Linked DNA regions of Sus scrofa: regions 1 and 2 are each linked to region 3. A link is a contact called in public Hi-C and promoter capture Hi-C data. All regions are on one chromosome and are shown on one strand. Each heading gives the region's core, a stretch centred on a gene start, on an enhancer-like site or on the middle of the called end of the contact. The rest is flanking DNA. Distances are from core to core; before and after follow the strand shown. Region 1 overlaps LOC110255500 (a long non-coding RNA gene). Region 2 has its middle 65 kb from the start of PIK3CG. Region 3 has its middle 140 kb from the start of NAMPT.

The links. Promoter capture Hi-C pulls out the DNA fragments that hold promoters and counts their contacts. A called contact is a pair of places that touch in the nucleus more often than the background predicts.
Region 1: a promoter capture Hi-C map of liver shows a contact between it and region 3, with 4 times the contacts expected there. The contact joins two enhancer-like sites. A contact is called at or near these places in 1 of 5 promoter capture datasets (liver) and 1 of 47 Hi-C or Micro-C datasets (liver).
Region 2: a contact with region 3 is called in a Hi-C map of liver, with 2.1 times the contacts expected there. The contact joins two enhancer-like sites. A contact is called at or near these places in 2 of 47 Hi-C or Micro-C datasets (both in liver) and 1 of 2 datasets of contacts at active chromatin or transcription factors (skeletal muscle).

Annotation. Positions count from the first base shown.
Region 1 is chr9:106,035,571-106,039,855 of Sscrofa11.1, forward strand. All of the region lies in intron 1 of LOC110255500 (a long non-coding RNA gene), which reads left to right. Among named protein-coding and RNA genes, the nearest start is that of SYPL1, 53 kb to the left of the region's middle. Within about 2 kb of position 1,636, at least 4 of the 83 cell types and tissues checked have an H3K27ac peak or open chromatin away from gene starts, as enhancers often do. A contact at or near this core is called in liver, where this site is marked.
Region 2 is chr9:106,637,895-106,641,776 of Sscrofa11.1, forward strand. No RefSeq gene overlaps it. Among named protein-coding and RNA genes, the nearest start is that of PIK3CG, 65 kb to the right of the region's middle. Within about 2 kb of position 1,362, at least 8 of the 83 cell types and tissues checked have an H3K27ac peak or open chromatin away from gene starts, as enhancers often do. A contact at or near this core is called in liver, where this site is marked.
Region 3 is chr9:106,302,307-106,306,607 of Sscrofa11.1, forward strand. No RefSeq gene overlaps it. Among named protein-coding and RNA genes, the nearest start is that of NAMPT, 140 kb to the left of the region's middle. Within about 2 kb of position 1,970, at least 13 of the 83 cell types and tissues checked have an H3K27ac peak or open chromatin away from gene starts, as enhancers often do. A contact at or near this core is called in liver, where this site is marked.

The DNA.
Region 1 (4,285 bases), core at 386-2,885, 270 kb before region 3:
AAAGCAAAGCTCCTGGAAAGTGTACATCAGCCAAATCAGTTTCAAGTATTTGAGAAAAACAAGGCTTTTATATAGGCTTGTGGCCTAACTGCCCAGGTACATGGATGATCTTCTCATGTGAAGGTAAAGAGGCTTTCTTTTTCTCCTGGAATGCCAAGGAATGGAATGCACTACACACATCAGTTACTAAGAAATAATGGTGGCTGCTGGGAAGACTGAGAGCAGAGTGTGAGAATTCCTAAGAACCACAGGGTGGCAGGGAATCACAGTATTATCTATAGCTCTCAGGTTCAGCCTTTTCTGTTTGGCTTCTTACCAATAAACTGAAAGTATTGCAAGGATTGGTGTAAGGAATTATAAGTCTTTTCTGAAGGAAATCCTGGGTAATAGGTCTTATTCCATTTATTGCTTCTGGTCTGAGTGGATATTATCAGATATTAGATGGAGGCTTGGGATTATCGATAGTTACTTTATTAGAAGTATAGCCATTTTAATTTTCCCAATATCTGAGGAAGAAAATGGCCACAATTCCTCAGGCACTTGTAATAGTAAATCATTGATTTCCTTTTGATTTGTCTGAATTTTTGTCTTTATATCCATTATTTTTTCAGTAATTATGTTCTGGTCTTCATTTATATCTTCTAAATCTAAAGTCATCTAACCTTTAGATGAAAAGTTAATATGGGCATTATATGCCTCTAAAAGGTCCTGTCAGGTGAATTGTCACCAAAAGGAATACATGCTTTCTGTGATAGTTCCTAGCTGAAAAGTTACTGGCTTTGATTTAAAAACCTGCATAGCATATTTGTCTTTCTCAGACTTACTTCACTTAGTATGATAATCTCTAGATTGATCCATGTTGCTGCAAATGACAATATTTCATTCTTTTTATGGCTGAGTAATACTCCATTGTGTATGTGCATGTGTGTGTGTGTGTGTATAAAACGTCTTATTTATCCATTCATTTGTTGATGGACATTTAGGAGATGTAGAGAGAGAGAGAAATACCATATGATATCATTTATATGTGGAATCTTAAAAAAATGATACAAATGATCTTATTTGCAAAACAGGAATAGACTCGCAGATATAGAAGACAAATTTATGGTTCCCAAAGAGGAAAGGAGGTGGGAGGGATAAATTAGGAATTTGGGATTAACAGTTACACACTATTATATGTAAGATAGATAAACAACAAGGGCCTACTTTACAGCACAGGGAACTATACTCAATATTTTGTAATAGCTTATAATGGAAAAGAATCTGAAAAAATATATAAAACTGAATTGCTTTGCTGTACACCTGAAACATTATAAATCAACTATACTTCAATTTAAAAATTCTTAAATCATTTGCATTAAAAAAACCTGCCTAAGAAAATTTGAAACCCCTACCATTTGATTATTTATTCTGAGGGAGAGGGTAATGAATAAGGGTCAGGGTAAGAATAGATAATGTTGGGAGTTCCCGTTGTGGTGCAGAGGAAATGAATCTGACTAGTATCCATGAGGATGTGGGTTTGATCCCTGGCCTTACTCAGTAGGTTGGGGATCTGGCATTGCCGTGAGCTGTGGTGTAGTTTGCAGACGTGGCTCAGATCCTGAGTGGCTTGTGACTGAGGCGTAGGCCAACAGCTACAGCTCCAGTTTGACCCTTTGCCTGGGAACTTCCATATGCCTCGGGTGCGGCCCTAAAAAAAAAAAAAAAAAAAAAGAAAAAAAGGAAAACAAACAAAAAAGAACAGATAGTGCCGTGCCAGTGTCTATAGGACCTTAGACATTTCCCCTCTGATCATTATTTCAATTTCTCCTAAGGTATTTTTGATGAGGAGGGGAAATACCCTTTCATAATCCTCAGAGCACCCCTATTGCTTTTGAATTTTACCTTGCTCTGACTCTTGCTTAAAACGGTGGCAGTCTCTTTTAAAATGTCTAGGGTTTTTTTTTTTTTTTTTTTTTCAGTAAAAGCAGGTGAGGTCATTGCAAGCCTGGCTGGCATTTGGGCAGGTTAATTTTGGAGGGCTGCCAAACTGCTGTAGCTGCCCATTTATAATTTTGGCAGCTTTTTCTTTTGCCTCTTTCTGTAAGGTTTTAGAAAGCTTATCAGCACTAGTGACAAGCACATTAGGATGTGAAGTAGTCCAGTCAGTGTAGTGCAGTCATGTCTTCTAGTTAGCCATGCCAATTCTTTTTTTTTTTTTTTTTTTTTTTTTTTTTTGTCTTTTTGCTATTTTTTTGGGCCACTCCCGAGGCATATGGAGGTTCCCAGGCTAGGGGTCCAATCGGAGCCGTAGCCACCAGCCTACGCCAGAGCTACAGCAACGTGGGATCCGAGCCGCGTCTGCAACCTACACCACAGCTCACGGCAACGCCGGATTGTTAACCCACTGAGCAAGGGCAGGGACCGAACCCGCAACCTCATGGTTCCCAGTCGGACTCGTTAACCACTGCACCACGACGGGAACTCCAGCCATGCCAATTCTTTATCCAGTCCTTCTAGAAAAATGGAATTTAATACTGGATCATTCTTATAGTTCAGGAAACTGGATCCATGCCAGAATGTTGTTTGAATGTCTTTTCAAGTCTTTCTAAATAATACAAAATAGCTTCTCCTGGCCTCTGTTTGCCCTGATGGATCTTTGACAATCTATAGTCTGTGGGAAGATTTTCAGGATAGCCTGATAAAAGTTGTGGGCAATTCCTCTACATTTCTGTAGCCTCAGGCTTGTGAAAACCCTCCATAGGTGCCTTCCAACTTATCTCTTCGAGCCATTCTTTTGCTTTTTTTTCAGAGACTGGTAAATGTACAAACTGGTATAAGTCTGAATATCCAGGCTTGTAAGTTCTTCCTATAAGATCAAATTCTTTAGAAAACACTAAAGGGTCTTATAAGGCATTTGGAAAACCCTTAGTTAAATTCCTAAGTTCTGTCCTAGTTCAAGTGGTATAGGTAAGGGTAGGTTCCCCTTGGCTTGTGGGCTTCTCCTTTAAGGGAGCACCTATCACCTTGGGGTTGCTTTCGTTTTCCACCTCGGATACAGTACATTTTTCTTTTGGTGTTGAGGGAGAGAGAGTGAGAAGGTCAGGGCAGGGGAGCTCAGAAGAGGATAGAAAGAGGCTAGTGGAGGAGGGGCATGAGGAGAAACAGTGGCTTCTGGGGCTTTTTCTTATTTAGCCACTCTTTCTAGCAATGCTTGGCTTGCTTCTTACAGTGAGGCCATTTTATTATTTCCTCATTTTGAGGCTTCCAGGCACCAAGTAAATACCTCCCATTCTGGTTGTTTGACGTAAAAATCAAACAAGCTGGTTTTTTCTAATTGAGCATGCAAATAAATCAATTTGAATAAATCAAAAGTGCCCCATTTGGCCATATCTGGAACGGGTTACCTTTGGTTGGATTTTCCCATTTGGTTAAATACTTACAAGTGTCAGTCCCATAGGTATTATACATAAACCCGGCCAGTGTTCCCAGAGGTGGATGTCTGTATGGGAGCTATGTGGTCTTTGAGGCAAGGTTTCCAATCATTACCTTGGTGGCCTAATGCAGATATGAGGTCTGATCTGAACAATTTTCTAAAGGCAATGTGATGGATGGCATGTATGCTGCTTCTGACTCTGGCTCCCCAAGGAGTTACCCTTGGGTCTGTCTGATTCTCTTACATGTCTCAGTGTCGCCCTCCCACAATTTAAAACTGCTCTGGGTGCTTAGGGCACAGGTGATCAGCCTTTATTATGCTCCCTGGTGAGCAGAACTGACTTAGTGGTTATAGTGGGACCACTACACCTCAGGAGGATTGATCCTCAGACCCTTTTTTTGGCTACCCCATGGCATATGGAGTTCTCAGGCCAGGGATAAGATCCAAGCCGCAGTTGCAACCTAAAGTGCAGCTGCCATAACACCGGATCCTTAACCCTTTACCTACTGGGCTGGGGATCAAATGTGCATCCCAGGATGCCACCAGTCTCGTTGTGCCACAGTGGGAACTCTGCTCCTTGGATATTTTTTTTTTTAATTTTTTTTTCTTTTGTTGTTGTTGTTGCTATTTCTTGGGCCGTTCCCGCGGCATATGGAGGTTCCCAGGCTAGGGGTTGAATCGGAGCTGTAGCCACCAGCCTACGCCAGAGCCACAGCAACGCGGGATCCGAGCCGTGTCTGCAACCTACACCACAGCTCACGGCAACGCCGGATCGTTAACCCACTGAGCAAGGGCAGGGACTGAACCCGCAACCTCATGGTTCCTAGTCGGATTCGTTAACCACTGCGCCACGACGGGAACTCCGTCCTT
Region 2 (3,882 bases), core at 112-2,611, 330 kb after region 3:
TTGTGATTAGAAAAGGGTATCCTACTTTCTGGTAGATACAGGCCCATGATGATGAGGGGAAGGTGGGCTGGATTTCACCCCCAACTCATTTCTTAGGGTAGGGGTCGTTGTGCAGTGTAAAACCTAGGCAAGAGTATATAGCAGACCTAATAGAAGCAGTGAATTAAAACAAGAGTAATTGGGTATTTTAAGGAATATTTCCATTAAAGTATATGGCATATGGTATCAAGAAGAGTGACTGTCATGAAATGATGTCTTTTCACCTTCCAGTGTATGTGAAACCTATTTAAAAAAATCAAAGTTTCCTTTGTTAATCCCATATGAAATAATGGATCCAACTCTAAAGAGGTCCTTTTGGTCTTTTCTAGGGCTGTACCCGCAGTATATGGAGGTTCCCAGGCTAGGGGTCTAATCAGAGCTGTAGCCACCGGCCTACACCAGAGCCACAGCAATGCCAGATCCCAGCTGCATCTGAGACCTACACCACAGCTCACTGCAACGCCAGATCCTTAACCCACTGAGCAACCTACAGTTACTAGTCAGGTTCATGAACCACTGAGCCATGACAGGAATTCCTTCTTTTTTTTTTTTTTTTTTTTTTTGTTAAACATCCAACAGTGGCTGAAAATATTTTAAAGTCATTCTGGAAAGTGTTCACATTTCCACACTCTATTTCACTGCAAGAAAAAGGGCAAATTCCAGCAAGAGAAGCTGGAATCCTGGAGAGAAAGAGATGAGACAACTTGGGTTTGCCCCTCCCCCTGCAAGGGTAGCTGAAATCAGCCAGTTCAGCAAACAATTGTACTGCCCCCCCACCCCCCACCTGTTAGAGAAAAGGACAGCAAACAACCTGCAAAAGGCCACATCAAGTTTTATCCTGATATGCAGGTCTGATCCACTCCCTTGCTGGGCCCCCTCGGTGTGGCCAAGCCTGGAGGTCACTCTTCCCCTTCCTTTCTCCTCTATCTGTCCTTCCCTGGGGCTTGCCTTAAAGGACAGTTTCTTGATCAGAAGAAATCAATTCTAAGACATTAACCACTTGAAAACAGTGATCGGGTCACCCCTACCATTCATGGGCTCTAAGACAAGAATGTGATAGAGGCCCACAAACCGTCTATGTATTTAGACGTTATCATCAATGCTAAGGAGCTGCTGAATGAAACATGTTCTGTTCTCCTACCTGATAAATGTACCTTCCAAGGGACCCAGAATGCCAGGTGGCAGTACAGGGAAAGCCAGCTCCTGGCCACAGCCAACCCTGCACTTGGGGTTTCCTCTGGCTCTGGTAGATACAACAGCTCACAGAGCCAAGCTCCATCCACATCCCCAGGGACGGCTGTCCCCAGGCCAGCCACCTCTGAGGCCTAAGGCTGTCAACAACAGGGTACGCCCCCTGGAGGTCAGACCAGGAAAGAGCCCGTGCAAAACCTGGGAGCCCGCTCAGTGGTGGCAGAAAATTCCAGGCGCCTGGCACCTTGATGAAGGTCTGGAAGGCTGGTCCTCGACTCCAGGTGGCATATCCTCTTGAGTCCACTGATTGCCCCACCACACGAGGATGGACAGGGCCAGAGCAGGGTCCTCTAAATACAGACCTGGCCTGGATCTAAGTGGTACTGTCACTGATTATTTGATTTTTAGTCCTAGCTACTTCAATTATGAGTCTGATCTCAAAGTGCAGTCCTGAAGAAGCCTGTTAAAATGTAAATTCCTAAGCCTTAGCCCAGACCTAGGAATCAGTTGATCTGGACAAAGTTTCAAGGAATCTTTATTTTTTTTTTTAATCTATAATGATTTTTATTTTTTTACATTATAGCTGGGTTATAGTGTTCTGTCAGTTTTCTACTGTACAGCAAGGTGATCCAGTTACACATACATATACACATTCTTTTTTTCTCCCATTATCATGCCCCATCATAAGTAACTAGACAGAGTTCCCAGTGCTATACAGCAGGATCTCATTGCTTATCCATTCCAAAGGCAATGGTTTGCATCTATTAACCCCCATTTTTTTTTTTTTTTTTTGGAATCTTCATTTTTAAACAATCTTCCTAAATGACTCTTACTCTGAAAGTTGAGAAATGTTATCAAACAGCTCGGGCCCTGCCTTTCACAGGAATCTATAAAATCTATCCCCTAACGCTGGGCCCCTGAATGAACTAATGAATGGCTCTCCATCCTAGAGATATTATCATCTAGATAACCTCGTGAGACTTCCAGAAGCTAAGGCCAGACTCTTCAGCAGAGGGTTAGATAAACACTGACCACACTGTACTCGCCAGTTCCAAGAACACCATTACTTAATTCCTGGCAAGTAGCAATGTAATTGAATAGGTCACAGTTTGCTTCTAGCCAGCTTCGTGGGAACACCGTGATCTCTTATCAAAGATTCTGAAAACATGCATGGTTTCCCAACTGTAGTGGGGCAATTTTTTAATTATTACTCAATTCTGTGCCATTTAAGTCCCCTCATTCTTTCCTTTCACCCACCATTCAGCAGTCTGTGGGCACCTTCTGAATAGCTCACCTTCAGGGTAGAACCATCCAGGCAGAACAAAAGCCATGGGTTATAAGCTACCAGGAAGATTTTGGTCAATCTATAGCAAAGACCACTGTCTGCTTTCTACTGGAAGGGGCATGCATCTGAGAGAAGAAAAGTGAGTTTCTCCTTTTTAAAAAAATTGCAAATACCAGAGCTTAACTTTAAATATCAAGATCCAAAACCCATGAATTCAGAGAACCTTATACCATAACCCACTGATAGAAGAAGAATGCATATGCTGACTTAAAGTAGGTAAAAATGTAATGAATGGGGGAGAAAAATCAGAGTGAATAGGACTGGAATTCAGACACTGGTAAGTCCCTGAGAAAGTCCCCAGCTTTCCATCCCCAGTACCAAGTTCTGAAGGGGACAGTGGGAACAGCAAGTTAGATATTCAAACAGAAACCCCAGATGAGACCATGGAAGGCTCTAAGGAGAAGGGCCAGAGCCTGGTTTCCTGGTGAGATGCATGCTTCCTGAGAGTCTGCAAGCTTCATAGAGAAATCCTACATCCCACATGGCACTGGAGTGATAGATGGGCAATGGTCAAGCAAATAGTCGAGCATATGGGCCTGAGAGAGCCCTGCACACCCAGCAGAGGCCAGCAGGGACAGAAACTACCTTAGCCCAAATTAACCACATCCCACCCTGCCCCTTTGGGATAGCTAGGAGAACTGAAGAACGAAGATGGAAGGAATCTGAGTTTCAAACTTGAAGCAACTGGATCATCTTATTAAGCTTCCATTATCCACCATTAGAACCAGAAAGCAAAGTTAAATTGCATTACACAGTTGCCAAGGGGGGAAAGGGTTCAGAGTGGCATGGACTGGGAGTTTGGAGGTGGTGATGCAAACTATTACATTTAGAATGGATAAGCAATGAGGTTCTTCTGTAGCATAGGGAACTATATCCAGTTTCTTGAGATAGACCAAGATGGAAGATAATAATAAGAAAGGGAATATATAGAGAGAGAGAAATTAGCACAATATTATAAATATTGTAAAAAAAAAATTGTCTCTTTTTTTTTTAAGGGCCACACCTGCAGCATATGGAGGCTCCCAGGCTAGGGGTCGAATTGGAGCTGTAGCTGCCAGCCTACATCACAGCCACAGCAACAATGGATCCAAGCCAAGTCTGTGACCTACACTACAGCTCACAGCAACACCGGATCCTTAACCCACTGAACAAAGCCAGGGATCAAACCTGTGTCCTCAGAGATACTAGTCGGTTTCGTTAACCACTGAGCCATGACAGGAACTCCAAAAATCTTTTAAATTTTTTAAAAATTTAAAAAATTTCATTACAGAGAAATTGATTATATTTTTTGCATGCCTGGGGTACAC
Region 3 (4,301 bases), core at 720-3,219:
CCAGTGCCTCAGGCTTCCTCCCACCCCCAGGACGTTGCCCAGGCTATTCTCTTTGCCTAATATGCCCTTTTCCTTTCGCTAACATCTCCTTCTCCATCTAGCCTTAGGGGACTATTGCTTCTTTTTGGAAAACTGCTGTGGCCCTTCCTCTCTGCTCCTGTAAGCAGATTTAGGTGGCCTTTGTTCATAGCCATTCTCTCCACCCCTTAACAACCCTGTGTACCTCTCCTGGTAGCATTTATGATGTGTGCTCTCATTGCTCATTTTCTTGTCTGCCACCCTCCCTGCATAGTCCAGGCTGCTTATTATAGGGTCTGCAAGTGCTAATTGAAACTAAGTAAGTTGTAACACAATGAAACCTTTCCAGGTTGGTGCTGCCTGACCTCAATCCACCTATCACGTGTGACTACCGACCATGTCCACATGCTAGGCCTGCTTTATTGCTTGTGACTGAATGCCATTTGCCTTGCCCTGCTGTCTCCATGGTTTATGAGCTTTTAAGACAGAGTGAACCCTGTCTTCTAGTTCCAAAGGATTTCTCACCCAAATTCTGTTTGACTATTTTGTCAGACAGTGGACGAAGCCAAAGGAAATTAAGCTCATTCCTGGGGTTACATTTCATAGGCAAATAAAGCTTGTCCAGCTTCTTTTCCCAAGGGTATGGCCCCAGTGTATTTTTCAAGGAAGCTGCTTTAAAAATATGTCTTCTGCTAGCATTTCCTTCATTCAAATCTAATTGAATGTGGAAGTAACCTGGACTGAGTGAAATGTATCTACTTATCTTACATGGGGAGGAACCTTGGGCAAAGACCTTGGGATACCTCCACTTCTGCTTCTTCATTCCCCTTCCTTATTCACCCAACTGGCATCTGGTTTTGGTTTAACTGTGTGCCAGGTGTTTTCCTGCGGGTATAACAGTAGTTCACCTTAACAGCCGTAGTGGCCAGTATTTGCATGCTGTGTACAGATCACAGACCATCTCCACCCAGAACATCTCACTCACCTCTCATGTGCCTAAGAGGCAAGCAGTGTTATTACCATGCCTGTTTTACAGATGATAAGCCTCAATTTTAAACCCTTCCACCCTGTCTCATCTTCCAGTCACCTGCAAACACTGCCCAGCCTCACTCAGGCACAACTAGACAGTTTCTGGCTTTGGGCCTGCGCTCCCGCTTCCTGCCTGGGCTGTCTCTGTCTCTAACGGCTCTGATGCGGGTGAGGGGCTGGGGATAGGGCTCCTGAAGCACCTACTGGAAGCCCATATATTGTGAAATTTAGGAATGGAAAGGAGAAAGGCCTCTGTCCTCATTATAGGCACCACTTAATCCGTGGGGGCTGGGCCAAAAGATAGAAGCTTGCCGCAGTTACCTGAGACCCATTTCCTAGGGCTCTTCCCAGGGTCTGCAGGCCACAGCCTGTAGTGGTCGCTCAACTCAACAGTGCATCCTTGTGCTAGCCGTTTTCCTCTCCCCACTTTATGTTCCATCCCCCACTTTCACTACTCAGGGCTTCTTCCCAAACAAACACCCTGTACACAAACCTTTATACTTCCAGCTCTGCTTCCAAGGAAGCTGGACTGAAATCACAAGATGAGATGACTCATGTGCAAGACTAAGAGTCAGGTCCTCTGATTCCAAACTCCATGAGCTCCCCCTTCTCCTCCTTGTGCCAAGAGAACCAAAAGCCTGAGCGCTCAGAGGCTGGACAGAGAAACACCTAACTGCAAAAGAGAAGTGTCAGGGCAGAAGTAGAAGCAAATGACTCTGGATCAGAGAAAAGTGTTGAGCAGAGTGAGGTGGGAGTGTGGGCTGGAGAGGAAACGTTTCACGGGGTAGGTAACTGGGAGGTCTCCCAACCACGTTCTCTACAGCCAGTGCCATCTGGTGTTTTCTCTGCAAGCACAGTCATTTCTTCTTAGCACTTATCACAACCTGTGAGTAAATGTTTACTTCTGGTTTGTTGTCTCTCTCTCTTTGCCAAGAGGGCAGGGTCCATGTCTGTTTTTTTCACCACAATATCCTCAGCACCTAGCACAGTGCCCAGAACATACTTGGCAACTAATATGCTGGCAAATCAAAAAATCAGACAGAGAAGGTCGGACAGAGAAAGACAAATATCATATGATATCACACGTATGTGGCATCTAAACAAATGGTACAAATGAATGTATTTACAAAACAGAAATAGACTCACAGACCTAAAAAACAAACTTAAGGTTAGCAAAAAGGGAAGTGGGGTAGAGGAGGAGGGATAAATTAGGAGTTTGCTATTAATAGATACACACTACTATATATAAAATAGATAACCAACAAGGTCCTACTGTATAGCACAAGGAACTATATCATATAAGTTGAACAACATTCAGTATCTTGTAATAACCTATAATGGAAAAGAATCTGAAAAAGTGTATATATATACTGAAAATGTATATATATATCAATAAAAAATATCAAGGGATTTCCCACTGTGGCTCAGTAGTAACGAACATGACTAGTAACCATGAGGATGTGGGTTCGATCCCTGGCCTTGCTCAGTGGGTTAAGGATCCGATGTTGCCACAAACTGTTGTATAGGTTGAAGACGTGGCTTGGATCTGGCATTGCTGTGGCTGTGGTGTAGGCCAGCAGCTGTAGCTCCCATTCAACCCCATAGCCTGGGAACTTCCATATGCTGCATGTGTGGCCCTAAAGAGAAAAAAAAAATCAATTGCAATTGGTGAACAATTCAATAAATATGTTCCTGTATATATGAATGAGTGAATGGTATTATGGGTAAAGTTAACAGCACAAAGGAAGGAATGGATGAGTACGTGAGTACGGCTTGTTCAAAGAACGCCTGTGGGTGCTTATACCAGATGTCTGCGAGAGTAGTGAAGCCATGAGTAGTTAGGGAAAATACTTCTTACAGTAATATTGAAGCCATATAAGTATTCTGGTCACATTCTTTGTGTTGGAAGATGAAAGTGCTTCTGCCTAACTGGTTATATAACTTGGATTTTCATGAGTCTGCTGTTGCTTTCAGTAAGTGTGCTTTCCTCCCCTTTAGGCATTAGTTGGGATGGGTGTTGACAGCGCCTGATCTTGTTTGCAGGTGTGGGACCATGTGGTCCAGGTGTGTCTTGGATTATCTGCTGCTATTGTCACCAGTATTTTGCACCTGTATTTTGTGTATTTTGTGTATTTCACCTGTATTTTGTGTATTGGAAGAGCCTTTCCTAAGTCTCACCCAGTGGCCTACCTCAGAGTATCTGTCTAGGGGTATAGCTACCCTTCATTCTTTGCCTTGCCTTTCTTACCTGAACGCTCACAGCCTTGAGATCCCTAATAGTCATATAAGATGGCACATATTAACAACTTATAAAACTGAACAACAACAACAACAACAACAAATAACCCAATAGAAAAATGGGCGGAAGACCTAAATAGACATTTCTCCAAAGAAGACATACAGTTGGCCAGTAGACACATGAAAAGACGCTCAACATCACTAGTTATTAGAGCAATGCAAATCAAAATTACAGTGAGGTACCACTTCACACAGGTCAGAATGGCCATCATTAGAACGTCTACAAATAACGAATGCTGGAGAGGGTGTGGAGAAAAGGGAACCCTCCTCTGCTGTTGGTGGGAATGTAAATTGGTACAGCCAATATAGAAAAGAGTATGGAAGTTCCTCAGAAAACTAAATATAGAACTACCATATGATCCAGCAATCCCACTCTTGGGCATATATCCAGATAAAACTATAATTCAAAAAGATACATGCACCTATATGTTCATGGCAGCACTATTCACAATAGCCAAGACATGGAAACAACCTGAATGTCCATTGACAGATGAATGGATTCAGAAGATGTGGAATATACATATACACAATGGAATACTACTCAACCATAAAAAGAATGAAATAATGCCATTTGCAGCAACATGGATGTAACCAGAGATTCTCATACTAAGTGAAGTAAGTCAGAAAGAAAAGGACAAATACCATATGTTATTGATTATATGCGGAGTCTAAAATATGGCACAAATGGATCTATCTACAAGCAGAAACAGATTCACAGACATAGAGAACAGACTTGTGGTTGCCAAGGGGGAGGGGGGAGGGAGTGGGATGAATGGGGAGTTTGGGGTTAGTAGATGCAAACTATTACATTTAGAATGGATGGTTGGTGAGATCCTATTGTGTAGCACAGGGAACTATATCCAATTTCCTGGATGACCATGATAGAAAATAGTATTTTAAAAAAGAACGTGAAAAAAAAAAAACCTGTATTAATCACACACTGGTGGAACAGACAC